2 separate regions of the Mus musculus genome follow, and region 1 is linked to region 2. The links are chromatin contacts, called in public promoter capture Hi-C maps. All regions are on one chromosome and are shown on one strand. The core of a region is the stretch at or near the end of the contact, and the rest is flanking DNA. Distances in the headings are between cores, read along the strand shown. Region 1 overlaps Mtus1 (mitochondrial tumor suppressor 1). Region 2 overlaps Mtus1 (mitochondrial tumor suppressor 1).

Region 1 (7,163 bases), core at 2,876-5,375, 82 kb after region 2:
GTTCATTAACAAAACAAAAACAAAACAGAGCCGGGGATCTAGTCCAGTGGAAGAGCACTTGCCTAGCATGCTCAAGGCCCAGCCAGTGTTCCGGAGTTCGATCCTTACCACCGCCATCAACAACAAAACCCACACTCTGAAAGAGCAAAGTACTTGGGTGTGACTTACTTTATATTCTGTGATCATATATAAATTTCCATATTTGACAACACGTGAAATGGAGGTACCCCAATTGTAACTGTAGTCTGATAGTCAGCTTAAAGCTTTTTTAAAGAACTGTTATTTTGACTCCGGGTCTCTCTGCTTGGTTTTCTAAAAAGATTGATTGAAAGCCCCACCTTGGTTGGACGACTGCAGCCAGTTACCTTTCCGCCAGCAAGACTGGGGGGGGGGGCAGGGGCCTCCATTTGGTTTCGGTTGCAGACGCACAAACACTTCATTGTACAGCAGAGACTCCCGAGGTTCTCTCCCCTCTTCAACTCAGCGGTGTCACATTTCCTGTCCCCCCTCTCCAAATACCTCCCAATTCATGGAGATTCTCCAGAGAAGCTGCTAATTTTTAAACATAACACTGCACAGCTGAATTGTCTTCTGTCTTACCTCAGCTAGCCACCACAAACACCACAGACTGGACAGCCCAAACATCAGGAATTTATCTTCTCTTATTTCTAGACACTGAGGTGTCCAAGATCAAGATCTCAGCTAAGTTGCTTGCCAGCCTGAGTCTCTTCCCAAGACACCCCGTTGCTCCTGCATCTCACAAAGCAGAGATACAGCGCTGGCATTCTTACTCTTCCTGTAAGTTGGTTTAGCCTAGGGTCTTATCTTTATCTTAATTGTGAGACCTTCTCACAGGCCCTAGCTCCAAAGTTAGGGCTTCCACTTTTAAATTCGGGGTGACACAAGCCTCCAGTCCACAGAAGTCTTCTAACCATACAGAAGTAAAACTTAAATTCAAATAGATAATAATGGTGGCAGTCACATTTTCTCCTAGTCATGTGTAGAAAACTATGTGTAAATAGGCATGATGACACATGCCTGTACCCTAGGCGCTCAGAAGGCAGAGGCAGGAGGATTGCTGCAAGATCAAGGACAGCCAGGCTACACAGCAAGTTCCAGATGAGCCAGTGAAACAGAATAAAACTCTGTCTCAACAACAATAAAACAAGTAAAAGATGATTTAGTTTTATAAAATCAGACTGAAAATTTAAATACGTCCAAGGTGACCTGGATTCAATTTCCAGCACCCACATAAAAATAAAAACAATTTTTTTTAAACAGATCCACATTTCTCTTATAGATATAACACATGGTAAAGGGACTTTTAAAAAGGACTGATCGTCTCCATAAAGAGTTCCATCTGCTTAAATAGATCTTGGGCAGGGACCCAATTTCTAAAGCCGTGTGTGTTTGTGTGTGTGTGTGTGTTTGTGTGTGTGTGTGTGTGAGAGAGAGAGAGAGAGAGAGAGTGCAAGCATCGTATTGCTCAGATAATCATGCGAGGAGCAGCCATTTCTCAAAGAAACTAGGTGAATTCCATTTCATCCCTAGTAAAACAAGCCTGCAAAAACTATTGGATTCCAAGATTCTGAAACCCTTACTCTTGATAAGTGTCCATGCCAACGGAGGGGAAATATTTGCCAGAACCTGGCAGCTCGCTGGTGCCAGACTGAAATCAGAACACAGGACCCCTAACATCAATCAGGCCAGGGTGCCAGTGACCACAGCTCCACGTGGCACCAAGGCCCAGGTGCTCCAAACATCAAAGCAGGAATGGAGCTCTCCAGCCCTGGTGACTTCCAAGAGCCACACCAGGCAGCAGCAAGGAAGACCAGAACTCAGATCTCCTTCCTGGTCTGCGCCCAGTGGTGGCAATATGGAAAACAAGAACTACTGCTTTCAGACACATCTTAGCTTCCCCATTTTCCTCCCAAATGATGACATTTAATGGGGCCCCGAGTTTCTGTCCATTTAGTTCCCCTGGGGATGGGCATTAGCTACCGATCTCTCTCCACGTCATCTGGGGTCTGCTTCTCCACCCTTATGAGCCTGATATTAACCAAGAATCTAAACAGCACATGCCTGGACCTAGCAGCTTTGAGATAGATAGAACCCTGCAAAACAAACCTAAAAATGCTAATTGCAGTGCAGTAAAGAGGTCCTCCGGGATTCGGCTGGCTCTATAGGCTCTGTGAAGCATCTCACATGCAAAAACATCGTCGTTAGGGGCACATTTTTTAAACATTCAATACTAGTCACTATTTTTTTTACACGTGATCTATCCAATATGTCTTTAATTTGCTCAAGGCTGTACCTGCAGAAATAAGGGGTGTTCCCTGCGGAGAGCTCTCTCGGTTCACTGGGGTGACTAAACAGGCTTTTCGTCTCAGTCTATGAAAGGGGCGAATTTTGCACTTGCTGTTCCAGCTCATTACACAAAGCAATGTGCACATCTGCCAAACTGAGTAAGGCCCTTAACAGCCGTTCTTGGTGCTGCTATCAAATTTCAGCCTGATTCGGCTTTAAAACTAGAACTTCTGAAATCCCAGCCAAGGTAAACGAAAGTTCACATTAGGAAAGTTTTAACTTTTCAGTTGCTGTTCTAGCCCCCTAAACTGTCTTTCATTACAATTCAAAAGAAAAAAATCTCTTCCTATGTGATGGGGGCACATTATGAACCTTTAAAAAACCATTACAGTATGTTAAGTGCTTAGCTTAGTTTTATTAAATTTATTTATTTAATATATGTGTGTAAGAGAACGAGACCATGTGTGACAGCCAGAAGATAACTTGTGGGAGTCCGTTCTCTCTTTCTACACAACTCGGGTCATCAGGCTTGGCAACCAACACCCTGAGTCATCTTACATGCATGCATATGTATGTATGTATGTATGTACATACACATAGACATATATTTATACATGTACACACATATACATATACATGTGTACATATATAGATATATACATACACACATACACATATCCATTCCAGGTGGGGCTTAACCATGCAACCCTCCTGCCTCTACTTTCCAAATAGATTATACAGGTGCCCACCACACTCAGTTAAAAAATAAAACCGCTCTTGTGTTCTTGCTTGCTTCCTGTAGCTATGATAAACACCATGACCAAAAGCAACTTGAGGAGGTAAAGATGTATTTCCTTGTAAACTTCCACATCACAGTCTGTAATGGAGGAAAGTCAAGATAAGAACCCAAGGCAGGAGCCAGGCATGGTGGCACACGCCTTTAATCGCAGCACTTGGGAGGCAGAGGCAGCGAATTTCTGAGTTGAAGGCCAGCCTGGTCTACTGAGTGAGTTCTAGGACAGCCAGGGTTACATAGAGAAACCCTGTCTCGAAAAAGACAAAACAAAAAACAAAAAACCCTCTTGGACTGGAGAGATGACTGAGTGGTTAAGAGCACTGACTGCTCTTCCAGAGGTCCTAAGTTCAATTCCCAGAAACCACATGGTGGCTCACAACCATCTGTAATGGGATCTAATGCCCTCTTCTGGTGTGTCTGAAGACAGCAACAGTGTACTCACATACATAAAATAAATAAATCTTTAAAAACAAAAAAACAAAACAAAAAACAAAAAAACTCAAGGCGGGAAGTGAGGCAGAGGGACCGAGGGAGGACTGGCTTCCAGTCTGCTCCCAGTTTGCTGTTTAGCTACCTTTCTTTCCCAGACTAGGCCCCTCCTGCCTCAGTGTGGCTCTGCCCACAGTGTACTGGTCCCTCCCACATCAATTAGCAGCCAAGAAAAAGCTCTAGACATGCCCTCAAGCCCACTGATGAACGCAATTGCTTAATTGAGGTTCCTTCTTCCCAGGTGCAAACTGACAATCAAGATCATCACAAGGTTTGCTACACTAGCCAACTGCACAGTTATAATACGCACGCTTTGGGAGAGCCTGGAAGTTGAGGCACATCAGCCACTCGCCAGAGACGCTTTGCACTGCTCAAAGGAAAGAGGCTGTGCTGTCTCCTCAGACGGCCCTTCTCTCCTGTTGGACCACAATAAGCTCGCTGCTTTAGCGACATAATGCATTGGCTCTAAAACCAGATGGCCTTTCTGCTTTCTGCCAAGCCTAATTTCTGATTGCAAAACATCCATCCCGTGCTACATAATGAGAATACTTGAGTTACTTTTGCCTTACCAGAGCCGGACACGCGCCTGATCCTCTGAGGCGATAAGGCCCTGTCGGAGCCTAGGGTTCTACTCTCACTCTTCCTCCTCAGGCAGGCAGCAGTGGGACCCACTTTGGCTTTTAGACCTGGTGTTTTCCTCAGGCTCCGCGAGTCTGGCTTGGAACTGCTCCTTCCTGGCGTGGTGGAAGTTTTGGGTGCAGAGCCCTGTGAGGAAACAAACCAGTTAAGATTTCAGTCTCATCACACTTTCCCCCCCAATTCCATCCCTGAGGCGACAGCTCTATGAGACAAACCCTCTGTCTTGGTGGCTTTACCAACAATTAAGACTCCTTGAGGAGCTGGAGAGATGGCTCAGTGGTTAAGAGCACTGACTGCTCTTCCAAACATCCTGAGTTCAAATCCCAGCAACCACATGGTGGCTCACAACCATCCGTAATGAGATCTGATGCCCTCTTCTGGTGTGTCTGAAGACAGCTACAGTGTACTTAGATATAATAATAAATAAATGTTAAAAAAAAAAAAAAAGAGTAAGACTCCTTGAAGCTGACTTCAATGGCCCTGATATACCTTTAGGCCCAGTAGCTGTCTGGTTATTTCTTCCCTAGGCCTCATTCTTTGATACCTTTCAAGGTTAGTCTGAGCCAGGGCTTCAACTTGGTCTTGTTATCTTCCCTCCCCATGAGCTCGCCCTTCATAGCTTGTCTTGTATTTCAACCATGAATGATGCACTCAAAAGTCATATTTCCAAGCCAACACTCTCCCCCTTCAGTTGCCCCTGAATATCCCCACTGAGATCTTTCTACTCAATAACAATTACCCTATTATTATTGGCACTCACTAACACAGAGCCCTTACACTACATAAAAAGCCATTCTAAATTTTGATTTTTAGCTAGCTTACAAAATAATGATATTGTAGGTCATACAAAATGTGGCAGTTTTGCACATATACAGTTTTTTGTTGTTGTTGTTGTTGTTGTTTTGTTTTTGAGACAGGGTTTCTCTGCGTAGCCCTGGCTGTCATGAAACTCACTCTGTAGACCAGGCTGGCCTCAAACCCAGAAATCCACCTGCCTCTGCCTCCCAAGTGCTAGGTTTAAAGGCGTGCACCACCATGCCCATCACATATACAGTTTTTATTTTCTTTCTATTCAATCATTCACTAGCCCTTATCCATCTTCCCAACTCTTTCCTCCTACATCAAAATATGCCTTCTACTTTAAAAAAAAGATTTATTTATTTTATGTATATAAGAGTCAGTGCTCTTACCCGCTGAGCCATCTGGTCAGCCCCGTGCCTTCTACTTTTATGTCACATTTATGTGTGCATATGTATACATACGCCTCCATATAGATACTTGACCTAGCACATATGAGACAAAACATGGGATTTTTTTCTTTTCTGGTCTTCTTTATCATCCCTTTTGCTCCTGATTTTTCCTTTTCTTAGATCTCTCTTCTATGTCACAGTCACTCTATTTTCAAGATGTACACTCCTGAATACACACATATTTATATGTGTACACACACACACACACATACACGCATACACACACACATATATACACACACACACATACACACACACAAACAAATTAAAGGCAGAAAGAGACTGATTCTGCATATGAAAGAAACATATGTGGTTTGAGTCTGACTTACTTAGTGCGATTTCAAGTTCCATTAATTCTCCTATAAATGACACAATTTCATTAATTTTTACAGAAGAGTTAAGTTGCTTTGTGCACCTGTACCACTGCTCCAATCAGCTCATCTGCTGATCCACATCTGGGCTGGTTCCCTAGATGGGCACTGTGAATATTGAAGCAGTAAACATGCTGTGGTTCTCTCTGTGGTCAGGCTGACTTGCATTCCTTCAACCATCACCCCAGAAGTACAGATAGGTCTATGGTGGCTCTCCATTCTAAAATCTAAACATGTGCATCAACTAATTTAAAATCTAAACATGTGCATCAACTAATTTAAATCTGTTTTGGGGGGGGGGTTTGTTTTGGTTTGGTTTTTTGAGACAGGGTTTCTTTGTATAGCCCTGGCTGTCCTGGAACTCACTTTGTAGACCAGGCTGGCCTCAGAAATACGCCTGCCTCTGCCTCCCAAGTGCTGGGATTAAAGGCGTGCGCCACCAGGCCCGGCTTTAAATCTGTTTTTAACCTAGTAAGATTATTGGTCATACCCCATTTTAAGGAATAGCATTAAAACACTTTAAAAAAAAATCAAGTTCACAATTTACACCTGTCTCCTATTAACATATCCAGCTACCCAACTTAAACAAGGAAAGCTGTTGTGTGTTCTGATGGGTTTGTATATTCTTGGACTAGGGTGTGGCACCATTTGGAGGTGTGGCCTTGTTGGAATAGGTGTGACTTGGTTGGAGTAGGTGTGTCACTGTGGGTGTGGGCTTAAGATCCTCACCCTAGTTACCTGGAAATCAGTCTTCCACTAGCAGCCTTTGGATGAAGACTTAGAACTCTCAGCTCCTCCTGCACCATGCCTGCCTGAACGCTGCCATGCTCCCACCTTAATGATCTTGGACTGAACCTCTGAACCTGTAAGCCAGCCCCAATTAAATGTTTTTTATAAGACTTGCCTTGGTCATGGTGTCTGTTCACAGCAGTAAAACCCTAACTAAGACATGTGTCTTTGCTGCTTTTCTTGGCTCTTGAACCCATTTTTCTACCTGCCTTCATATAAAAAAGCCAGCCTCATTTCTCAAAATGATTGCTGAAATCATGTCCTTGAGGCTTGTCTGGTCTCCCCAGCCTCTGCTTCTTCTACTCCCCTACTACAAAAATCTTCCAAAAACTCAACTCTTTTAAAGTCACAGCAAATCCACTGTCATTGTCTCCTTGCATTCCCCTCTCCCATCACAACCTCTACCTGAACCTGGCATGCTTGCATCAGAATACATCCCTGTGCTCTTCATCTTAACACTTGGTGTTTTCTCAGCCCAGCACACAAGCCCTGTAAGCTACAGCCAGAGACTAAATGGCCTCG
Region 2 (7,197 bases), core at 3,709-6,208:
AGGTGATATGAGGTCAGCATCATTCATTTAAAAATAGTCTTCTATAAAAGAAGTCCCCAGTCTGTGTGCACGGTCTGCTCACTGAAATAAACAGCTCTGCTACCAACTTGGTTGCCAGAGGAGACACTCCCAAGACACTCTAGGTAGCCTGTGCTCTGCTTAGCCTGTGAGGGGTGGAAAATAAGGATCCCAGGAGGGCAGAGCTTTCCAGCATCTAGATGTTAGGTTGGTTGTTTTAAATACATTGTTCTACTTAGACATTCTTGCTTTTCCATAGAGTGACCCTTTATATTGCTGTTATTAGGAGAAAAAGCATTAAGTGATACTATAATCACCCTTATCAATTGAATTTAGAAAACACTGTTCTCGTTGCTGCAACTGCCTGAAATAGATCTTACAAGTCACCGTCCTCTAGAATAGATGCTCATGCTGCCTAGGGCATTATCTTAGCCTTCCTTGGTACAACTGGCCTCCCTCTGTAGTCTCAAGGAACATTAGCCTAATTGCTTTCCTGCCTCTTCTTCACTTACAGAGTCAGTGCTTTTGACCTTAAGTTCCATAAACAAGAACCACTTGGCAGTGTGAGGGTGACACAATGGGAAAAGATGCTGCTCATATAGATATGTTTATGCTGGTCCCCCATAGAGGCCCAAAATAATTCATTTTACATATAAAAAAAGCAAAAAGAAATCACAAAAACAGCATCCTGAAATTCAAGACCCCACTTGGGGGAGGAGTGGAGGAAGGGAAAGGCAGCCTTGAGTAATTATGCAATCAAAAACAAAAACCCTCCGCTTGTGAGCTCAGCATACCAACCAGCCTTCTGTGAGCTTGTACTGAATGGGCCTGGTGGATGGGAACTGAGTGAGGGAAGCAGCTGTCAATGTGACTTTAGTCTGTGTGCCATCTTTAACCAGGACGAAAGGCCTGTGACCATCCAGGACACCTGGAGACTGATTCACAGAGGACTGGGACACACCACAAGAATCTCCCAGAGTGTCATTATCGTGGAAGACTTTGAGACCATTGATGCGGGCTACTACATATGCACAGCTCAGAATCTCCGAGGACAGACCACAGTAGCGACCACTGTTGAGTTTTCCTGATTTGGAAAGTGAAGAGTAGTGGACCAATGGGATGCCCATCTGCACACACAGCTTCCAGGTGCTTTATAGGAGGCCAAGGACCAACCCCTGCCAGTGGGTCAGACAGACATCCGAATTAAAAGGAAGTCACTAGTCTATTAATAGAAGTATAAACTTTCCTAACTAAAGTATGTATTTTGACTCAGCCATGTTTCTACTTTTTATACTGAGAAAACATGTCAACAACTTTGTATCAATCGTTTCTATTAAATGAGCAAGATTTTATAAAAAAAAAAAAAAGTGAGCTAAGTACTTGTGTCATTTAGCATGTACATCCAGAAGGGCTTGACAGTGATCTTTGTGTTGCTTAGTATTCTGTTTGATGTTTGAGCCAAGTTCAACGGCTTACTCAAAAGCAAGGACTCAAGATTCAAATGCTTAGATATGTCACTTTATCAAAGCTAGCACAAGTTCATTTATAAAGGTATCAAAATCACATCTTTTTACATTGAAATCGCCACACTCAGAGTACTGATTTAAACCCCTCTATTCAAAAATAACTGCATGTACACTATTAACACCTTAGCCTTTAATATAACATAGATGAATGGACTGAAGAAGATTCAGCTTTGGCTAAGACCGGTCTTGAAAAAACACTTAAGACCACAGCTGTTCCAATTTTCTTTTCGCCTTGCAGAAGAATCATTCAAACTAGCCAAAGTTTCGTTCTCTGACACATGTATTTTGAATTTGAAAAGCTTAATCTTAAACTCAAGCTCTGTGAGCCAATTTCAGCCACAACAAATTTTGGCATTGGGTTCTAAGTTCTGTATAATAGCATAGGGCGCCTGGCTGCCTTAACTAAGGAGGGATGAGAAGGGGGAGCATATAACTTAACGCTTTGAAGAGTAAGTATGTCAGAGGCTGCCATTCTTACATTGAATATTCCAGCATTATTTATTTGATCAAAGTAAAATACACTTTCCCATTGCTATAAACTACAGTTGTTCACACACCCACATTTTTTTTAAACGATGTGTCAACAATTTTGTATTGTACATAAAATGTTTGGTTTAAAAAACAAAACAAAAAAACCCTTAAATGCTCTCTAGGCATTTTAATTGCTGTAAGATTTGACTTCCCAGACATCTACGTGGTATGAGGGATGGCAGGTCAACACTTGAGCTTTACCATAACTAGGGCATAAATGACAAACCTGACTTTGGCTAACATCATTGAGAACAACTTGGGACCAGGAGCAGAGCTATTCCAGGAGGTGGCAGTGAAGCTGCAATCATTCCTATTTATCGGGAGCAAACATGGTAGGTTACATACATCATAAACTATTGGAGATAAGAGACTTCAAACACAACCCCTAATAAAAAGCATGCATCATGACTATCAGTTAGCTCTGTAGTGCAGAAGTCTAGGATGACTCACCTCTAGTATCCTGAATCTGTCCTCGCTATAGGGGTTATCTGAGCAGCATTGACCATGAATTAGTAAATACTGACATCGCAATGCCGGCATGCACAGGGAAGTTTGTGGGTTGGGTGGTGGGGAGCCACAGCTATCCTTCTAACTTTCACAGAGCCTTGGAGCCTAGGGAGATGGTAAGCGAAGATCTGAATTTTGAATGCAGTGTGAAGGAGCTGCAGAAGCCATACCTCTCACTCTTTGGCCACTCTGTTCCATTCCAGTGGCTGGAAGAATGCTCAGAGGGGCCCAAGTCAGCATTCCCGCTCTTGGATCTACTCAACACAGAACTGTTGGCTTAACTCTGTGCTCATGTGGATTAGTACATGCTAAAATGCCTTTACTGGTTTCCCCCCCGGGGTTTCTAAAATTGTGTAGTGTCAGAACCAGAGCTTAGCTTATTTGGGAAACAGGTTCAGCACCTCCAAGATAAACTGGCCCTGGAAAAGCACACTCTGTGGGTAGGAAGGAGGGCGCTTTGCTTCCGTGGCTCTACATGGAGGAGAAGGCAAGGCGGAGGTTAGAACAACAGGAGGGTAGACGGAGGATTAGCGCTATGAAGCTAGCTTGGGTTCAAGGGAAAAAAATAAACCAGAAACATCCATTGGTACTGCCCCCTTACTCTTTATACAGATTTGTATTTAGAAAAATTAGGGAACTACATTTGCTCATAGCCTGAGAAAATGAATCAGAGTATAGCAATTAGGCTCGTGAAAATCTACAGGGGGAAAAAAAAACTGCTATCAACGGATAATGCCGAACATGGAAAAACTAACAACAGAGAAATAAATGTACAGTCATCAAGAAACCAAAGGCTTTTCCTGTCTTGCCCGAGCCCTGCCGTGGCACAGTGCTGAGATGAGTTGGGGGGAAATTCAAGCACTATTGCTTTCTCTTCTATGGCTTTTGTTGACGCTCGTGTGCCGATTATGACTTGGTTAATACAGGCCAAGCTATATACAGCTGTTGACTTTTAATACACAGCAGGGGGCGGGGCTATGACAGTCACGTGACACGCCAGTACACCCATTTCACTCACACACACACCCCCCTTGCCCACAGTCAGACTGAAATAAAAATCACAAGAAGGTGTCTCTGGTGAAGAACATTATAAAGGTTATAAATCTTTATCTTAATAGGGCCCTGAGAGTTTTCCCCTATGCTTAGGTGAAGGAAGGCAAAGAACAAGGTTCCCTCGTTCCGTAAGTGCTTTGTGCAACTATGTCCACTTCAGTTCCGAAATCTGTTTTTGGAGGAGGCTTTTGGACCAAGTTAAAAGTCTCCTATTGGAGCTCTCTATTCGTACGTAGCTGAAACGGTTGGCGGCTGCTCTCCCGATATCCTGGGGATATTCCAGAGAGCTAACGCAGCAACTCGAGTTCCCATGAACTCTGAACTTCGGGTCAGTCCCGCAGAAGCGCACCTCAGTGCCTTCAGAGAGTCTCCTGCGTTCAGAAGCCGTCATCTGGGTGAGATGCTGGGGCTGGAGAAGGAACCAGAATTCCTGGGGGACTGGAAAGGGATGGCCGAGGAGGTGGGGGATCTCTTGGGGCTGCACAGGTCTCCGTTGTGCAGTTTCCACAGAAGTTCCTCGTTCTCCATGGACAGTCTCTTGTTGACCTTCGACTCCTTCTCAAGGGACTCCTGCAGCGCGGCCTGCTCGGTGGAAAGTTGCCTGGAAAACAAAACCCAGAGAGCATATGAATCCAAGTCAAAAAGGAACTACTACTGTTTATATCTGAAGGTTCAAGAAACTTCTTCTGGGGGAATACACAGGTTCTTGTCCAGGGTCATCAATTTTTTTTTTCTGATTTTTCTCTCATATAGCTCATCCTCACCACGATTTCCCCTCCCTCCTCTCCTCCCACTTCTCTTCAGAAAAGGACAGGCCTCCCAGGACTATCAACCAAACATAGGGTTCCTGGTTGGGGTTTTTTGGTTTGGTTGTTTGTTTGTTTGTTTGTTTGTGACAGGGTTTCTCTGTGTAGCTCTGGCTGTCCTGGAACTCACTCTGATGACCAGGCTGGCCTTTAACTTAACCTGTTTGAAGCAGTCCAGAGTGCTGGGACAAAAGGCATGTGTCACCACTGGCATATGGGTCATAGATTTTTTTTTAAGCTGAGAAACCCAACTACTACAAATAAGGAAGCATATAGATGAGTGTTAGAGGACTTGCCTAATGTGTGTGAGGCCCCCTGGCTCAAGGTCTGTGGACCACAAAAAGGAAAGCAAAACTCCCGAATACCAGAGCCTCAAGCCTGACCCAAATAAATAATCCTGAGTAATTGCTGGCAACTCTAGTCTTTGGGAGATTTCCCAGTAGGCAATGGGGCACTTGCACAAGGCTTGTTTTATTTCTGTCTTAACTCAAGGCCTCTTTCTGTTCACGTGTGTTGTTACCCCTTGTCTGACAGCGCCATTACAGTTAGTGAGCTGCAGTTAGGTGAGAGGTCTAGGGCACCTTGGTAAATGCATGAACCATTCTCCTGCTTCTCTCACATGCCTGGGAGGTGCCTGGTGGAGCGTAGCCAGAAGGGACCGTAGATGTCCGAGGATGAGGAAAGGGGAAATAGACTCTTGTAGGTTTACCTTGAAATTGCCATGTGTTTGTCCATGCGAGCTTTTAACTCCTCGTTTTCCTGCTGGAATCGCTTCAGCTTGTCAACCAATGCTGTGTTATTGTCCACCTTAGTATAAAACAAGGTTTGTAGTTATATATATATATATAAGAAATGAATAAATAAACTCTCTCACTTCTTAAGCATATTCCCAATACACGGCACCATCAACAAGTTGATCAGGAGGAGCCATAGTGGCACACTGATGTCTTCATACACCGACCACGGTGAGGACATGTGTTCATCAAACACAGAAATAAGAGAGCTAGGCAGTAATGTTTTTATTCTAGGTGACACTTTCAGAGATGTCCTGCTGGGAGCTGGTGTCCTGCCTAGGTGACCATGGGTGCTGGGTCTCTTCCTCAAGGCAGTAAAGGAAACACTGCAGTTTAACTGTCTCCGTTCACACAACCCCTGTATCTACAGCACTCGTGTACACATACGCAAAGAAGGAAGCGGGGAGAGGAGGAGGAGGAAGGGGGAGAGTTAGGGACAGAGGGAGGGTGAGAGGGAGGAAGGAAAAAAGAAACTAGACAGAGGAAGGAAGGAGAAGAGGAAGGGAGGGAGCCTATAGGTCTTGGCCATACTGAGGAAAGCCTTAAACTTATTCCAGGATGGTTTTGGCATTTACCTCCAGGTGGCCCTATGGAGATACAATGTAGCAAGGTTAGGTAAAGAAGTAACTGAAGAAAGCAGGCTTCCCTGCTCAGTTCAGGCCAAGGGACACTTGTGCTCTTTCCAGCCTTACACAAACTGATCAGTTGAGTGGTTATAGGCATTTAAAGTCACTGAACATGGTGACCCACTGATCCCATCCTGGCTCCCTTCCGTAAGGAATGGTTTATTGCTTCTTTAAGAGGCAACATCAAAGCTCAGAGTGAACTTAACATGAGGTCAAAAATGAACCCCCAAGTCCCTGTCATGGCAGCTGGCTATGGCGCATCTGTTTGGATTACAGCACCCAGGTGAAATTCTTGTTTTTAAGACATCCTTGAGTCCAGAAAATCCTCATGACATGCCATTCAGATGAAATAACTTTCTAAAAAAAAAAAAAAATCTACAGGATGAAAAAAAAGAGGGGTGGGGGAGTTGGGCAGGGGAGAAACACCTTGAAATGCTTTTCAAGGTAAGACACAACCTGGGAAAACTTGGAATAAAAAAACAAAAACATGACAATTGGCCTCAAACCATTATTCTATCAAAGCTTTGCTCTACTGAGGTCAAAACTCCATCTTTGATGTCACAGAGCTTCCCACTGGCAGAGCTAGCTCTCAAAGCAAACCTGTCTTCCTTGGATAGTTTCCTCATGCTAAGTGTGATGGTTAATCTGCCAACTTGACACCACCTTAGAATTACCCGAGAAGAAAACCAATGAAAGACTCTATATATCAGGCTGGCTGTGGGCATGCCTCCGGGGGATCCCCTTGTCTAAATGTGAACAGCACCACCTAGTAGTGACTCAGCCGTGAGGAGGCAGACGAAAGGCACTTTTGACTCTGCGCTTTGCTTGCTTGGCCCTTATTCTCACTGGGGAGGCTACGTGCCCTGTTGCCACTGCAGACGATTCTGTCTCTGATATTAGAATCAGCTTCTTCAGGGCTTCCAGAGTGGACTGGTGATCAAAAGGCTCTTCAGAAGTCCCACTGGCCTTTGGTACCAGATCGGAACTGCAGAGGCGCCCAATCTTGTGGGCAGCCACGGCTGGACTAGTTAGTCTAAGCTCATCATGGAAGCCAGTCTAGCAAATCTTCCTTTAATAGATCAGTGTATCAGCTCTGTTCCTTTAGAGAACCCTAATACACTAAGTGTTCTATCTTCTCTAAAGACCTGGTGCTGCCAAGTATACAACACAGCAGTGGCAACAAGTGTACCCATCGTCTTAGCAACCTACATTCCTGTAAAAACAACAGGGCGATGCCAACTGGCACTGTTCAGTCGGGGCACAGAACAGAACTATCATGACTCAATAGAAATTAAAATGTGTTTGTACTTTTACAGCAGGGCCTTGTATCACTTGA

What was found. Capture Hi-C pulls out chosen DNA fragments and counts their contacts.
Region 1: a contact with region 2 is called in a promoter capture Hi-C map of adipose tissue. The contact joins two enhancer-like sites. A contact is called at or near these places in 1 of 115 datasets of contacts at active chromatin or transcription factors (embryonic stem cells) and 2 of 9 other capture datasets (adipose tissue and liver).

The regions. Positions count from the first base shown.
Region 1 is chr8:41,072,071-41,079,233 of GRCm38.p6, forward strand. Mtus1 (mitochondrial tumor suppressor 1) reads right to left here. Exons shown (of 14, transcript NM_001005863.2): 3 at 4,162-4,357. Among named protein-coding and RNA genes, the nearest start is that of Gm16193, 23 kb to the left of the region's middle. Within about 2 kb of position 4,126, at least 21 of the 459 cell types and tissues checked have an H3K27ac peak or open chromatin away from gene starts, as enhancers often do. A contact at or near this core is called in adipose tissue, where this site is marked.
Region 2 is chr8:40,989,398-40,996,594 of GRCm38.p6, forward strand. Mtus1 (mitochondrial tumor suppressor 1) reads right to left here. Exons shown (of 14, transcript NM_001005863.2): 13 at 5,151-5,248; 14 at 1,515-4,236. The coding sequence ends at 4,023. It overlaps Pdgfrl (platelet-derived growth factor receptor-like), which reads left to right. Exons shown (of 6, transcript NM_026840.3): 6 at 918-1,385. The coding sequence ends at 1,106. Among named protein-coding and RNA genes, the nearest start is that of B430010I23Rik, 25 kb to the right of the region's middle. Within about 2 kb of position 4,959, at least 30 of the 459 cell types and tissues checked have an H3K27ac peak or open chromatin away from gene starts, as enhancers often do. A contact at or near this core is called in adipose tissue, where this site is marked.